Linked DNA regions of Sus scrofa: regions 1, 3, 4 and 5 are each linked to region 2. The links are chromatin contacts, called in public Hi-C and HiChIP or PLAC-seq maps. All regions are on one chromosome and are shown on one strand. Each heading gives the region's core, a stretch centred on a gene start, on an enhancer-like site or on the middle of the called end of the contact. The rest is flanking DNA. Distances are from core to core; before and after follow the strand shown.

Region 1 (3,141 bases), core at 272-2,771, 160 kb after region 2:
GACCTGAGGTGACTGCACTTGGATGTCATGAACTGAATCATGTCTGCAAATGCCCTTTTCCAAAGAAGGTCATGTTTCCAAGGTCAAGGATGAGGATGGAGACGTAGCTTAGGGGAGGGGGACCATTCACTCCAGCCACACCAGCTGCCGGGCTTGTGGCAGCGCTGGTTAACATCCCCTCCTCCCCCCACCTCACGGCAACTCAGAGCATCCCAGGTGCTCTCCTAGGTTTTACTGGGCAAACTTCTCGCCCTCATTTTCACATGAGTCACGCCTGAAAGTCCTTCAGCTCAGAAGAACAGCATTTTCAGAAACACGATATCAAATTGTATTCTGTTAATTGGAAAACGGTTCAAGGAATAGGTGCAAAACCCAGGTTAATCATCGCCCAGGTTAACTGAGGTAGCACCTGCTGGGATATTTGCTTTGGACGGCTTTGCATTTGAGGTTGGAGCTTAATTGCCTCTTCATTTCAGAGGATCAATACGTTACTTGTTTAAAAGAAATACTTGCACAACAAGGTCCTTCTGGATAGCACAGAGAACTATATCCAATAACCTAGGATAAATCATAATGGAAAAGAATATATAAATATTCTTATATAAAAAATATATAATATATACAATAAATATATGACTATATATAAAATTCATGTATATATGAATGACTTTACTGTACAACAGAAATTAACACCACATTGTAAATCAACCATACTGCAATTTAAAAAAAGAAAAAAAAATACTTGCAAGTCCTGGGAATAAGGAGGGAAACTTTTCTCCATGTTGAACTGCTCTATTTTCTCTTTTATTTTATTATTTTACATTTTTAGAAATTAAAGTATGGTTGATTTACAATGTCATGCCAGTTTCTGCTCTGTAGCATAGTGACTCAGCCATACTCTTCTTTTTCTCATATTATCTTCCATCATGTTCTATCCTAAGAGACTGGATAGAGTTCCCCATGCAGTACAGCAGGACCTCATGGCTTATCCATTCTAAATGGAATAGTTTGCATCTACTAACCCCAAACTCTCTGTCCAGCCCACTCTCTCCCCCCTGCGCCTTGGCAACCACAAGTCTGTTCTCCGTGGCTGTGGGTTTGTCTCTGTTTTGTAGATAAGTTTCTTTCTGCCATATATTAGATTCCATGTATAAGTGATATCATATGGTATTTGTCTTTCTCTTTCTGACTTACTTCACTTAGTCTGAGGCTCTCTAGTTGCATCCAGGTTGCTGCCAATGTTATTAATTAATAAGCCCTGCATGATAAAACCCCAAAGACCTTGAAACTTAGCTTTTACTCATTTCTAATCATGATCTCAAAAAACAGCCCATCTTTAGCACAAACGGGAATCAGTTTACATGTTGTGGTCCGGGCTCATCCCTCTTCCAGGGTCAGCCGGTTCAGGGTGGCCTCAGGGCAGAGGCAAACGTGTGACCCACGGCCCCTGCTTTCAGCTCGTTGACTCCTGCATCCAAGTGTTCTTTCCTGTTAGTAAACAGAGATCGTGACCTCATCGCGGCTGCCGGGAATCACATGGCCACCGACCGCTCTGGGCGCCTGTCAGCACGGGTCACAGACACAGATGGGGACTCTGCCACCCCCGGGAGACTTCCTGCTGAGACTCCCAGGTCTGGACATGGTCCAGGGCTGAGGGGGAGGAGGCAGGGTCTGCAGGGGTCACTGCGGTCTCTCTGCCCATCATATATCACACCCCTACCCACACCCAGCGCGACCCCACTCCCCTCTCCACCCCCTTGTGCCCCCGCCATCCTGCCACTCTCCTCTCTGGTCCCCCAGCTGCCCGCTCCCCTCAGCCAGCTCTGCACCGAGGGAGCCTGGAGGGAAGCAAGTCCTTGCTTCCTTCCCACAAAGCAGTGGCTCCACATCACTCATGGATGAGCTGGCCTCTTGCTCCCTCTACCTGAAGGGACCCCTCTTCCTGGACAACCCCTGGCTCCTCTGCACCTCATTAAGCTCTTTGCTCTAAGGCCACCTTCGTCCCCCACCCCCCAGTTGCAGCCCCTACCCCAACCCCTTCTCCCCAGCACTGGTTTTTTCGAAGTATAGTTGATTCACGATGTTGGGTTAGTTTCTGGTGTGCAGCAAAGCGATTGGGTTTTATATATGCCTCTGTGTGTGTATATATATATATACTTCGTCATTACAGGTTATTATGAGATATCGAGTATAGCTCCCTGAGCTACGCAGTAGGTTCTCATCAGTTCTCTGTCATATATAGAGTAGTATGTATCTGTTCATCCCAAACTTCCAAGTATCCTCCCCTTTTCCCCCTCTGGTAACCGTAAGCTTGGTTTTCTATGTGGGTCTATTTCTGTTTTATAAATAACTTCATCGGTATTATTTTTTAGATTCCACATATAGGTGGTCTCTTATGATATTTGACTTCCTCTGACTTATTTCACGTAGTGTGATACTGTCTCGGTCCATCCGTGTCGCTGCGAATGGCGTATTTCATTCTATGTGACGACCGAGTAATATTCCATTGTGCATATGTGCCACATCTTTATCCAGTCCTCTGTCAATGGACACTTCGATTGCTTCCATGTCTTGGCTACTGTGAACAGTCCCAGCTTGCTTTATCTCAGAGCGCACCACCAGGTGATAGGGTTTTCTTAGCATGTGCCTCCCTGACCCCCATTGGATGGAAGCTCTAAGGTCAGAGTGAGTTTGGGGCTTTGCTTTCTTTGGAAGCAGAGAAGCAAAGCCCCAAACTCATTTCCCTAGTGCCCACAGCCAATCCCCGTGGGCGCTCAGTCCTACGGCTGAAGAGAGGGAGTCAGTATGAACCTGCAGGAATGAACCAAGAGCAGCAGTGGCCACTGTCCTGTCAACCGATCTGTTCAGAAACAGACTTGTCACTCCTCTCCGAAGTGAGTCAGCTGCTTCGGGGCCTCACAATTCTTCCTCCCTTCTCGCCCACAGACTTTTTAAATAAATGATGAAAGCCTGGGTCACGTGCAACCCCTGTGGGCTGTGTGCTCTTCCAGCCCTGCGTGTGGCACTGACCATGTAATTTTCCATGCACTAGTTGAAGGAGGCGGTAGATTGCCACCAAGAAAGAGGAAGAAACTGGTGGTGATGTTGACAGTGGGACCTGACTGGGGAAACCCAGGGGTG
Region 2 (2,992 bases), core at 30-2,529:
AGCTGCATCAATGCCGGATCCTTTTAACCCACTGCCCCGGGCCGGGGAGTAGAACCTGCGCCTTTGCCATGACCCAGGCCCCTGCAGTTGCCTTCTTAAGCCTCTGCACCTCAGTGGGAACTCCTAGAACGTCCATTTCTTTAAAGGCAGGCTCCACACTTGGGCATTTAAGGCAGTATTTTTCAACCTCATCTATTGACGTTTTGGCCCATGAGCCTTCTGGGTGGGGGTGGGGGGTAGGGGATGACGGCGCCTTGGCCAGCGTTCCTGGCCCGGGCTTCTAGATGCCAGCAGGCACCTCCTCCCCAGTGTGCCTGGGGACAACGGAGAATGTCTCCAGACATTGCCCAGTGTCCCTGGGGGCCAAGCCATCCCTGGTGGAGACCTGCTACTAGAGAGAGGTTGGAGAGAGGGCAGATGGAGGGGCCGGCCACACCCGTGACACCACTGCACCTGGACTTTCCCGCACGGGGAGACGGCCCGGTGAGGGGGCTGAGGTCCTCTGGGCCCTTATTTCATCCACCTGGGTGGGGGGCAGCGGGTCCGTGTACCCACGTTTGTGTTGGGTGTACACTGGGGGTCGGACTGAGGTGCCGAGTGTTGCCTGTGCTCAGCTGCCATAGATGAGCGCCCGTTTCTCCCAGTCGTGAACCAGTTTGTGCCCACTGCAGGGGTCCACAGCCTCACCAATGCTTGGTATTCCTCACATGGGCATTTGGGCAGCTGTGTGGGATTTTAGGTTGCACTTTCTCTTTCTTTCTTCTTTTCTTTGTCTTTTTTTTTAGGGCTGCACCCACGGTATATGGAAGTACCCAGGCTAGTGGGGGAATCAGAGCTGCAGCTGCCAGCCTACACCACAGCCACAGCAACGCAGGATCCAAGCCACGTCTGCAACCTCAAGGCAACGCTGGATCTTTAACTGACTGAGGGAGGCCAGCGATTGAACCTGCATCCTCGTGGAAACTAGTTGGGTTTGTAACCTGCTGAGCCACAATGGGAAGTCCTGGGTTACATTTTTTGATGACTAAGGACCTTTGGCATTTTTCCGAATGTTTTACTTAATTGGAAAAAAATTAAATACGCGCGCGCGCGCGCGTGTGTGTGTGTATGTGAGAAGAGGGAGTGGAATACATAGAAGGGTGGAACCACAAAACCCCAGGGCCGGCCCCAGCCCGAGTCCTCAGCAACGTGGCGCCTTTCTTGGGCTTCTCAGGCCCCCACCCTTCACGATGCCAGGAGCTGGGGTCGCCTTTCTGTCGCCAAGCTGGGAAACAGTGCAGCAGAAAGCCTCTAGATGGCGCTGAATCCCGGAGGTTTAGATGTCAAGGCCCTTTCTATAGGGTCCAAGGCAGCATCCCGACCCGACTTTGACCTGCTTTGCAAGCTGAGCCCTGCCTGGCACCTGGGTTCAGAGATGCTGTGGGAGGTGTGCACGCACACGTGTCTGTGTGTGTGTGTTTCCTGTGTGTGTGTAGGGTGTGTGCGTGGGGTGCGTGTGGTGTGTGTGTGTGTGTGTGTGTGCCGTGGGTGTTGGGGAGGGTGTGTATGCTGTGTTGTGTGTGCTGTGTGTGTGTGTGTGTGTGGGGGGTGCTGGGGTTGGGGGGAAGGGGAGGGCATCCCGTATTCCAGAAGGAGAGTGGGTTCTTGCTGGGTCAGGAAGTGGTGCCAGAATCTCTTAGGAGACAGTTCCCCCGAAGGACACAGGTACGCAAATGACTTCAAGTTCAAAACTCAAAAGGCACAAAGAGACTCAGAGTAAAGCAAGCGTCCCTTCCACTCTGTCCCCAGCCTCTGCTTGTCCCTCTTCTGCAGTGGAAATAAACACAGTGAAACAAAGGTATGTAACGTGTGTGTCTGTGCGCCCGCGGGGGTCTTGCCTGGAACCCCAGGAGCATCTCTTGCCGCCTGGGCGCCCGCTGGGTCTGCAGCCCTCACCCGGCGGATGGTTTCCTGCCGCCACGAGGGGTGGGGAGGCTCTAGCCGCTGAGGTTCCCCCCACACATAGGCACACACGTTGCTTTCCTTCGAGTTCCTTCCAAGGTTGGCTATTTACAGATGTGGGCGTGGTCCCTCCAAAAGGGCCTCCCCTTCCCTTTGAAAATGGAAATCGCGCTTCTTAGCATTGTTCCTTTTGCCTTGGCGGATGCTTTCTCAAATGGAAAAATACCATAAATATACTCAGGAAAAAAGTCATATCTTGCTCCCCAATTATTTGAGGGACAAAAGGTCAGATTTCTTAAATTGGAGTCTGCAGTTTCACCTTTTCCCGCCTCAGTCGTTTCCCAGGCGGGCAGGTGCTGGGACCTGCGCGGGCCACCCCGACCAGCCTGGGTCTAGACTCCCAGCTGCGGGTGCCCGGCTGCCTCCAGCTGGACGCGCTCTCCTGGAACACAGATCTGAGCGTGTGCATGTGCAGGTGTATGTGAGAGAGGTCTGGTTCCTTTTTGGGGGGTAATTTTGGGGAAAGCAATCATTACCAGTTAGGGTGGAAAATAAGCTCCCTTTCTTCTTGACGGTGAGACTGAGGGATGCTGGCTGAACCCTCCGTGTCTTTCTTAGATGTTCAGCGCCACTTTGGCTGTGCGTGTGGGCGAGTCTTCTAGTTCTCTGATGACTTTAATTTTGGCAGATGGGCTGGGGTGCACGGAGAAATGTCCACGTGTGCTCCATGTGCCAGAAACGAGTTGGCTCTGTTTCCTTAAATTGGAATACCTGAGCGTGTTCAAAGATGGTTCTTTGCATCCACAGTGAGACCTGTGCCAGGGCTGGGGTGGGGCTTGCACCCCAGACCTCCTCCAGCGGGACCAGTGGCCCCTGGTGGCCTCTTGGGGTGTGACTTTTGAGTATAGTACTGATGATATGGGATCTGAGGCTCTCCCCTGCCCTTCAAACCCAGTGCTGGCATCAAAGCAAGGGGTGAACCGCTTCTGGGGGAGGGTCTGCCGAGCTGGGAGAGGGGCTTGGGTCTGAGTGCCTCTGCTCCAGAGTGACT
Region 3 (3,245 bases), core at 409-2,908, 230 kb after region 2:
CTCACACTGCAAAATATCCATTCTTTTCAAATGTACATTGAACATAACCCAAGATAGTTCATGTGCTGGGTCACAGAATAAGCTTCAACAAATTTTAAAAGGATTGAAATCATTCAAAGTTTATGCTTTGCTTACCGAAACAATTTAATAAGAGGTCAGGGATCTGGCATTGCTGTGGCTATGGTGTAGGCCAGCAACTGTAGCTCCAATTTGACCCCTAGCCTGGGAACTTCCATATGCCAAAGTGCAGCCTTAAAAAGCAAAAGAAAAAAGAAAAACAAATCAGCAACAGAAGAATATCTGGAAAACCTTCAAATATTTGGAAATTAAACAGCATACTTCTAAAATAACCCAGGGGTCAAAGCAGAAACCACAAGAGAGATTAGGAATATTTGAACTAAATAAGAATTAAAATACAACATAGCAAAATTTGTAAGATATAGCTTTAAAAAATGAATTAAGGACTTCCTTTCGTGGCTCAGCCATTAACGAACCTGACTAGGATCTATAAGGATGTGGGTTCCATCCCTGTCCTCTCTCAGTGGGTTAAGGAGCTGTGGTGTAGATCACAGACAGGGCTTGGATCCCATGTTGCTGTGGCTGTGGGGTAGGCTCCAAGTCGACTCCTAGCCTGGGAACTTCATATGCCTCAGGTGTGGCCCTAAAAAGAAAAAAAAAAAAAAAAAGAGAATTAAGCTTCCATCTTAAAATGCAGGAGAAGGAAAAAAGAAAAATAAATACAAAAATAGGAAATAAACATAAAAGTAGAAATCAATGAAATAAAAAAACAATAAATAACCACATGAGCGAAAACCACGTCTCATCTTTGAAAAAAAAAATTACTCAGTGGAAATACAGTATTTCTGATGTTTTAAATGTTATTTTTAACAAGCAAGAAAAAACCCAAGCATGATTCTAATATGTAGAGAAAATTACGTGATACTTCGGTATGTATTCTTCCAGGAATTTTTTTCAATGCTTAAATTTATATTTTTTCCTAAAACAAATATTGAACATGTGCTTTGTAAACTATTTGTTTCACTTAAATGTATGTGATAACCAGATTTTTGTGCCATGAAATACACCTATTCTTACTTATTAATTTCATGAAAGAATTGAATTTAATAAATATTTATTCAAATTTCTTCTTACAGATTAAAAAAATAATGAAATTCATAAAACTTCAACTAGACTTACTCAGAAAAAAAAGAGAGAAGACACAAATTACCACTTCAGGAATGAAATGGAGGCATCACTACAGATACTATAGCTTTTAACATGATAATAGAAAATAAGAGCAATATGACTCCAACTACTTCGATAATGTAAATGAAATGATAAAGTATTTGTCCCACTATTACTTTGGTTGGATTTAAGATAGTCCTTATTTTTAAGATAAACATGCAGAAATATCTGCCATTTCAAATACTCAAATGGTTCCGCACAACTTTGACAACTGGCGAGTTGAACTTTTGAATCTAATTGGTGGCTGTGAGAATGTTCACCCTTTTCTTCTTTGGTCTTGTCTGCGTATTCGAACATGTTCGTAACACAAAGTTGGGAAAAAGAGATCAGGCATCAAAGCTTTCAGCAGAAAAGCTCTCACACCAGATTCTGCATTTGAAATCGGCCCATGGTAGGAAGGGCAGAGTTTTGCCCAGAGGGCGGTGTTGTGAACCTTCCCTCTGTGTCAGGAAGAAGCTTCTTGATGGGGATGCTGGTGGACCCTGGAACATTTTGCAAGAGGAACACGGAGAAAAGGACCTAAATCACTGGGCGACCAGTCTTGCCCTTTCCCCAGGAGCAAAAGCCAACAAAAATATGTAGTAGCTTAATCTAGAGGTCCAGCTACCAACAACAACCTTTAAAGAGCCTCGGGGGCAGTCAGCCATGGGCCTTGCTCTGTAAACAGAGGCCTGACATACTTGATCCCTCCCAGAGGTTGGAAAAAGAGGGCTTGGCTCACACAGACATGAAACTTAGCCTAATTGGATACTAATTACTCATAAGAGCCTTGTTTACCCAAACGTCCCGTAAACCAGTTTGGTATGAAATAAGAGCAGGCAGAAGGAAGCAGAATCACTGCTAGGAAAATGACACCAATAGGCTTATTCAATCCCGAAAGTCCTTTTTTTTTTTCCAGAAATGTGATTGCTAATTGCACAAGAATAAACAATACATGAGTTGATAAATGCCGTGTTAAGGGCTGAGAACAACTTTTCTCCATTCCAAAGGAGCTGTGTGTTTACAGTGAGTGAAACTGAAAGTCAGAATAGTTGGCCTTCCAGAGTCACAAGGGATGAGACAGGCAGAATTCCCCGTGTTTCCATCTTACCGCTTTACGAGGAGAGGATCTGTCAAGGAACCGGACTATCGCTTGGTTACCATTTTCGTCAAGTATAAGGAAGAGGCCTGGTGATGTGAGTTTCCTCTTGGCCTTGGGTCCTGGCTGATGTTTGGGCATCCAGCCACCCTCTCCATCTGGGCCCAAACCTGCGAGGGAGCCACGGGGAGGAACAGCATCAAGACTCTCTTGCGGGATGAAATTGAACCACTTTCTCCCCTTTTTCTCATGAGGACTTTGTTCAAGAAGTAGAGCATCTCTGTCATCGATGCTGTTATAGACACCAGGTGCAGTGAAAAGAAGGCAAAATAGATCACTACTTTTATGCAGCTCACTTTGTGATCGATGGCATAAAATCAAAAATACTTATTATTATTATTATTATTTTGGCTGCACTCACGGCATGCAGAAGTTCAGAAGTTCGCCAGCCAGGAATCGAACCCACACCACAGCAGCAACCTGAGCCATAGCCATGACAAGGCCAGGTCCTCAACCTGATGAGCCACCAGGGAACTCCCAAAATTATTTAAATAAGAAAAGAAAGATGTGAGGAAGGCTTTGGACTTAGAAACTGTGGGCTTTCATCCCAGTTTTGTAGCTTGCTTGCTGAATCATGAGACCTTTGCACCCCCCCACCCCCTTTAGACCTCAAGGTCTCATTCATTGGAGTGAAAACTTGACCAAATTCCCAGTAACAACCCTTCCAGCCTGACCTTTGTAAGGGAGATCTGAGTACGGCCCAGTGGAAAGAATGTGGGCTTTGGAGTAAAACACTTGTGTTGCTCACTTATTAAATCTCTGATTTTTTTTTTTTTTTTTTCTGTCCATACCCATGGCATGTGCAAATTCCCGGGCCAGGGATCATTGAAAGCCGAGCCACTGTTGTAACCAGAGCCACAGC
Region 4 (3,091 bases), core at 475-2,974, 250 kb after region 2:
TTGTCTTTTTAGGGCGACTAGGGGAAGTTCCCAGACTAGGGGTCAAATCGGAGCTACAGTTGCTGGCCTGCGCCACAGCCACAGCAACACAGGATCTGGGCAGCGTCTGTGACCTATACCACAGTTCACTGTAACGCCAGATCCTTAACCCACTGATCGAGGCCAAGGATCGAACCCACATCCTCATGGATACTAGTTGGGATTGTTACCACTGAACCACAACAGGAACTCCTCATTACTTTTTTAAAAGTGTCGTTGATTTATAATATTGTGTTAGTTTCAGATGTACAGCGTAGTAATCCAGTATATTTGCAGATTATATTCCACTCTAGGTTATTATAAGATAATGAGTACAATTCCCTGTGCTATACAGCATATCCTTGTTGCCTCTCTGTTTTATGTATGGTAGAGTGTATCTGTTAACCCCATACCCCTCCCCTTGTAACCCCCCCTTTACCCCTCCCCCAACCGCAAGTTTGTATTCTCTATCTGAAAGTCTGTTTCTGTCTTGCATATACATTAGATTGTATTATTCTTCAGACACCACATAGGTTACAGCATATGGTATTTGGAGAATTATTTTTTTGCTTTAAATAAAAAGTGCTTCCTCTCAACTGGCTCTGAAAGGGTAATATTGGAAATACAGACACTGGATTAGTGAGACAAAGGGAAAATGTTTATCTTCCCACCTCCCTGCCCCGCTTCGACTCCTGTTGTTCTTGGTGAGAGTCTCTGATTTCTAGAACAGTCCTCAAAGTGAAGTCCAAAGACAACACCCTTTCAGGGGGTATCCTCAATGTCAAAATATTTTTATAACAATTAAATATTTGCTTTTTAAACTTTGTTGATGTCTGCACTGATGGTGCAAAATCAAAGGCGGGTAAAACTGCACTGGATCATAATGCATTTTTTGCCAGGTACTCGCAGGGGAAAAAAATACCAGTTTTCTTTAAAACTATCCCTGAGGAAGTAGTAAAAATTAAGTTTCTTAATAAGTAAATACACATCTTTTTCATTTCTGGGTAATAATATGGAAGGTACACAGTTCTAGTGCTACTGAAGTAGACTGGTTGTCCCGGAAAATGCAGTGGTGTGTTTGAGTTGCAAGCTAAACTAACCACCTCATTCATAAGCACCATTTGTATTTGAAAGAACTGATGAATTACATTTATTCAGACTTGTGTATTTGACAGGTATTTCAAAAAGTAAATGAAATACCTTTTGGAAAAGGTATTTAAAAAAAAAAATGGAGTTCCTGTCATGGTGCAGCAAAAGCGAATCCGACTAGGAGCCGCAAGGTTGTCAGTTCGATTTCTGGCCTGGCTCAGTGGGTTAAGGATCTGGCATTGCTGTGAGCTGTGGTGTAGGTTGCAGACACAGCTCAGTTCTAATGTTGCTGTGGCTGTGTATAGGTCAGCAGCTGTAGCTCTGACTGCACTCCTAGCCTGGAAACCTCCATATGCCACGGGTGTGGCCTTAAAAAGCAAAAAAAACCAAAACCCAAAAACCAACCAAACAAAAAACCCTTAGAATATCTGTTGCCCATGATAAAATTTGAGCTTTCAAGTGAAATTTTGAATTTTTTGAAAACTTGCATCTGCCACTGTGAGCTTGATAGCTTCTCAGGGATTTTTTCTGGTGAAATTAGTGGTGGTAGTAACTACTGTGATAGTTTGATAGTGTATGTTGAAATGGGTCAACATTTTGAAGCAATATTTTCCGATGACTAATGCGTGTTACAAAATCACACACGGGTAAAAGATCCACTCAAAGTGCAAGACGGATCAACGTAATTTATTGCAATCATAGGCAAGTTTATTGATACGGTTTCATATTCTAACAGCAATTAACCTTTAAGAAACTATCATTTGTCGGTTTAGGTGTACTATAAAACAATATGCCATTATCAGCTCATAAACACTCCTCCCTCTTCCAATCACAGATCTGTGTGAGGCCTCATTTCCCTCAAAATGTATCACAACAGACTGATGCAGAAGCCAGTATCAGAATCCAGCTCTTTGCTATTAAACCAGACATCAGAGATTTGAAAACATGTGAAACAATGCCATTCTCACTTTGGGGGAAAAATTATTTCTCCGAAAAATGTGAATGTGGACATGTTATTTTAAAAAGGAGCCATATTTTAAAGTTTGTTTTAATTTCTAACATTGATGACCAGTGGTGAGCTGGTAAAACCAGCTCCCTGAGAAGGGTTGGGGGTGGGGGAGCCCCGAGTTGGAGTGTTTGCCAGTTTCCATGGTGTAAATACTCATTCCGACCAAGTTCAAGCTACCAACACCTCACTGAGGCAAAGTGGGGAAGAGGCCTGCACCATTAGCCTGTGGCCAGTGGGTGCCAGGACGCCAATGATATAATCCACCTAGTTTTTGGAATCCTCAGATTTTGGAGCGTGAAAAGGAGGCCCAAGAATGAATGTGAGCACAGGTGTCCTGGGGCCATCGCCTTTGTCTTTGGCAAGTCACCTTGGCAACGTCAGCGCTCTAGGAGTCCTGGCCTCAATTACAAAAGTTCCTGAACTCCACATCCTCATGTTCTTAATAGAAACATCCTAAAATCTACCTCTGCCAAACTTTGAGCAAAGACAAGCTGCCTGCAGCTTTCTACTCTAATCTCTCCTGGAAAGAATTTTTTGCTTTAAGAAACACTTTTGGGGAATTCCCTCAGGAAGGGCTCACATTTGGCTCCAGCCTGATCCCGATTTACCAGGCGATGGGTATGACCAGTTCCAGGGAGATGTGACGCTGAGCGACAGAACTGCTGAGTGGCCAGAGGCTCTGGCCCCAGCACCCCCACTCCATGTTGGGATGGGGACAAAGCATGAGGACCCTTACGAGGAGGAGTTTATATAAACAAAATACTTTATTATTGGAGAGAGAAAAAGCCAAATTACAAAATTTTTATACTTAAGTTCTGTTCTTTACCACGCCAAAGGTTGACAAGGGACTTTTAATGTCCCATAACTCTTTGAGTTGAACCACATGAAACTGCCAACCCTGTAGATAAAACAGACAAATATTGGCAGTTTCACAGGGTCCAACCCCACGTAAAACAAGCTGATGGCTGAGATTTC
Region 5 (3,158 bases), core at 175-2,674, 190 kb after region 2:
ACAGCAGCAAGTAGAAACTAATACCCCAAGCTAAATGACTTCTCTGTAATGAGGCCCTCCTGCCTGATGGTGATCAGAGACCCAACTGCTTCTCAGCCAGGGTCCACAAAGGAGATGGAGGCTCTGGGTGGCAGCCTGCATGGAAGAATTTCTGCTGCATTAGCCAGCCCGGGCTGCCGAAACAAAGTACTGTACACCCGGGGCTTAAACAGCAGAAGGTTGTTGTCTTGTAATTCCGGAGGCTGCAAGTCTAGATCGAGGTGCTGGCGGTGGTTCCTCCCGAGGCCTCTCTCCTTGGCTTGTAGATGGTGTCTCCCCCTACCCACCCCCACTCCCCACCCCCGGTCCTCCCACGGTCATCCCTCTGAGTGCGTTTGTGTCCCCATATTAGGGACCAGTCCTATTGGATTAAGGCCCATGTGACTCCCTTTTATCTTCATTATCTCTTGTCAAGATCCCATCTCCAAATGCAGTCAGCTTCTGAGTTACCAAGGGTTAAGACTTCAGCATCTGAAGCTGAGGGGGACACGGTTCAGCCCATAGCACAGTGGTCTGGAATGATATTGCCGTTATCTATATCCACATAAAGATGCTTTCAGACACACCCCTGCTTACAATTTGGGCCCGTGTATAAAAGGCAGAAGAGCCCAGAAGTGGAAATCCGTGGTGCCAGGAAGTTCTGCCAGCTTGAAGCCCTGCATCCAGGTCCTTTTCACGGGGAGGACCTAGCGGGGTGTGTCCCAGCTGCTGGACGCTCTGAGCAGCCCCCAGCCCAGGGGTCTCTGCCTGCCCATGTCTATGGCCCTGGCCCACTCCGGGACTTCTCCTTCTGATGCTCAGCAAACCGCACTTCGCTGTCCACGAGGCACCCGTCAAACATTCGGAAAACCCACCCCACAGACTGAAATAGAAACTCATTTGTTTACCGGAGTGTGACAAAAGGAGGGAGGTATTTAATTTTGGAAGGAGCTGAGCCAGCTTTTTTATCGGTCTTTTTTTTTTTTTTTTTTTTGGCCATGCAGGCGGCACACAAAAATTTCAGGGGGCCAGGGATTGAACCCAAGCTACTGCAGTGACAAGTGACAGCGCCAGATCCTTAACCGCTGCACCACGGGGGAACTCCAGGGTTTTTTTTTTTTTTTTTCCTGGCACAAAATCCTGCCTAGTAAACTCCCAAAATGGGCTTCCTTCTTACCCACCCACCCACATTTTGGATGGGCTCATTCTCTGTGGTTAGGGGGCGCCATGTACACTGTGGGGTGTTGGCAGCATCTCTTCCCTTAGCATTTGATGCCAGGGGCACCTGCTCCACTTGTGCCAACCAAAAATGTCTCCAAACATGGCCAGGGTCTCCCGTGAGAAGGACTGATGTGAATAAACCGCAGAGAAAAACAGGAAGGGTGGAGGGCGTGGCCAGTGTCCTGGCTTTGCCCTCTTTGTTGAGACTACGATAAGCTGTGGGCAGTGTGTGGATAATGGCTTGGAATGTTTAAGGTGGAGGAGGGACCAGCAGAGAAGGTAAGTGTCCCCCTCAGCCGTGGTAAGGGGGACAGGAGGCCAGTTCTTTGGCTGTTGAATCAGACATCTCCTCCACTGGCCCCCTGGGTGGCTTGGGGCTGCAGGTGACAACAGAGGGACCTCAGAGAACAGGTGGCGTCTTCGCCCTCCTCCTTGTTACCGAGCAGGACCCCGCGAGGCCTCCCCAGAGTGGAGCCCCACTCATGTCCTCCACCTGCCTTTTTATAAAAAACTTTAGTCACAGAACCAATTTAATCAGAGAAGCAAAAAAAAAAAAAAACCCAAAAAAACAACAACAAAAAACAACAACAACAACAACAACAACAAAAACAGAGAAAAAAGAAACAGCAATAATAACTTAGCCATTCAACAAAGTCAAGGACCTTTGGTTCTTCTTCAAGGACCATAGATAATATTCTGAGCTGTGTCCTTGGGGCTATCTGGCAGGTGCTGAAGCACCCACCAGGTGGAAGAAGTTAACTGTGTGCTGCCCACAAGCACCTAGACCCCAGACCCACTGGAACCAGAAGGTTGATGACGTGGACGCCCAATGACCTCACCACCAGCCAATCAGGAAAGAGTCCATGAGCTGACCACGCCCTGCTCCCAAACACTATCAGACTCCTCACTGCCCCCTCCAAGGTGTGGGGGGGCACAGTCCTTGAGGCACTCGCCTGCTGTGCCCCCTCTTTGCCTGGCAGTTAAAGCTACTTTTTCGGTTTCCTCCAACTCTGTCCCTGCGTGTCTGTTTGGCGTTGGTGTACAGAGTGGCGGAGATTTCTGCCACCTCTTCTCCTAGGATACTCTGGGGGTGCTGCCCACATCTGTAAACTCTGCCCCCGGCACATGCCGCCCTCCCTCAGCTCGTCATGCATACTTCCGGACTCAGGGCCTTTGCACAGATGCTTCACCCTCACCCGAAGCTTTCCTCCTGTTTTTGCTCTCTGAGGTCTCAGCTTGGCTGTAGCTTCACCACCCATCTAAAACCACCCCCAGCCCTCCTGAGCACATTGCTTTGCTTTCTGTTCTTCACAGCCCTGTGTTTATCTGCAGAAGGAGATCTGGAGGCTCTCACTTGAAGCTTCGCCTGGGCTGCCCCTGCCGGCCTCCTGTCTTCTGGTTTTTTACAATCAACAGAGTTTGCAAAAGTTCAGGTCAAGCTCCGGCTGGCTGTTCTCCATTCCAGAGCAAGGGACGGCCCTCGGCTTCCCAACCCCATCCCTGGAGCACCAGAGCAGTCTTTTCCTAGCATGCTCTGGGGTCTGCTTGTTTATTTCTGTGCAAGACTCCAACCACCCCTGCCTTCCAGGACCACAAAGTGGGTACGTTGTTGGGAGGGGATCTCCTGTGGCTTATCCTAGGGCTTCCAGCAGGTTTCTCAACCTTCTTTCTTCCCAGATTTTAAAGGAGGGCAGGGAAGCACGGGGGAAGGCCAATAAACTGGCGTTCGAGATACCCATGCCCAAGTCATTTTCCTGCCCCATGAGAGCATGGTGCAATATGGCACCCAGCTTGGCATCTCAAATGGTGACAACCAGCCCCACCCAAGCCCCTTGCTCTTTGCACTGGATTTGCTCTGTATTATATGGCTGCACCCCCAGTTCTGACCAGAAAGAGACCTTCCTAATTAGGTGTCCTGG

The links. A called contact is a pair of places that touch in the nucleus more often than the background predicts. HiChIP or PLAC-seq counts read pairs in DNA pulled down with a chosen protein or histone mark.
Region 1: a contact with region 2 is called in an H3K27ac HiChIP or PLAC-seq map of alveolar macrophages. The contact joins two enhancer-like sites. A contact is called at or near these places in 6 of 47 Hi-C or Micro-C datasets (epiblast stem cells, fetal liver, liver and 3 more) and 2 of 2 datasets of contacts at active chromatin or transcription factors (alveolar macrophages and skeletal muscle).
Region 3: a Hi-C map of liver shows a contact between it and region 2, with 4 times the contacts expected there. The contact joins two enhancer-like sites. A contact is called at or near these places in 1 of 47 Hi-C or Micro-C datasets (liver) and 2 of 2 datasets of contacts at active chromatin or transcription factors (alveolar macrophages and skeletal muscle).
Region 4: a contact with region 2 is called in an H3K27ac HiChIP or PLAC-seq map of alveolar macrophages. The contact joins two enhancer-like sites. A contact is called at or near these places in 2 of 2 datasets of contacts at active chromatin or transcription factors (alveolar macrophages and skeletal muscle).
Region 5: an H3K27ac HiChIP or PLAC-seq map of alveolar macrophages shows a contact between it and region 2. The contact joins two enhancer-like sites. A contact is called at or near these places in 1 of 47 Hi-C or Micro-C datasets (epiblast stem cells) and 1 of 2 datasets of contacts at active chromatin or transcription factors (alveolar macrophages).

What each region holds. Positions count from the first base shown.
Region 1 is chr13:202,575,366-202,578,506 of Sscrofa11.1, reverse strand. No RefSeq gene overlaps it. Among named protein-coding and RNA genes, the nearest start is that of ETS2, 110 kb to the right of the region's middle. Within about 2 kb of position 1,521, at least 24 of the 83 cell types and tissues checked have an H3K27ac peak or open chromatin away from gene starts, as enhancers often do. A contact at or near this core is called in alveolar macrophages, liver and retroperitoneal adipose tissue, where this site is marked.
Region 2 is chr13:202,733,663-202,736,654 of Sscrofa11.1, reverse strand. No RefSeq gene overlaps it. Among named protein-coding and RNA genes, the nearest start is that of PSMG1, 40 kb to the left of the region's middle. Within about 2 kb of position 1,279, at least 24 of the 83 cell types and tissues checked have an H3K27ac peak or open chromatin away from gene starts, as enhancers often do. A contact at or near this core is called in alveolar macrophages, liver and retroperitoneal adipose tissue, where this site is marked.
Region 3 is chr13:202,500,079-202,503,323 of Sscrofa11.1, reverse strand. No RefSeq gene overlaps it. Among named protein-coding and RNA genes, the nearest start is that of ETS2, 37 kb to the right of the region's middle. Within about 2 kb of position 1,658, at least 13 of the 83 cell types and tissues checked have an H3K27ac peak or open chromatin away from gene starts, as enhancers often do. A contact at or near this core is called in liver, where this site is marked.
Region 4 is chr13:202,483,299-202,486,389 of Sscrofa11.1, reverse strand. It overlaps ETS2 (protein C-ets-2), which reads right to left. Exons shown (of 10, transcript XM_021070986.1): 10 at 2,856-3,091. Among named protein-coding and RNA genes, the nearest start is that of ETS2, 21 kb to the right of the region's middle. Within about 2 kb of position 1,724, at least 16 of the 83 cell types and tissues checked have an H3K27ac peak or open chromatin away from gene starts, as enhancers often do. A contact at or near this core is called in alveolar macrophages, where this site is marked.
Region 5 is chr13:202,544,012-202,547,169 of Sscrofa11.1, reverse strand. No RefSeq gene overlaps it. Among named protein-coding and RNA genes, the nearest start is that of ETS2, 81 kb to the right of the region's middle. Within about 2 kb of position 1,424, at least 13 of the 83 cell types and tissues checked have an H3K27ac peak or open chromatin away from gene starts, as enhancers often do. A contact at or near this core is called in alveolar macrophages, where this site is marked.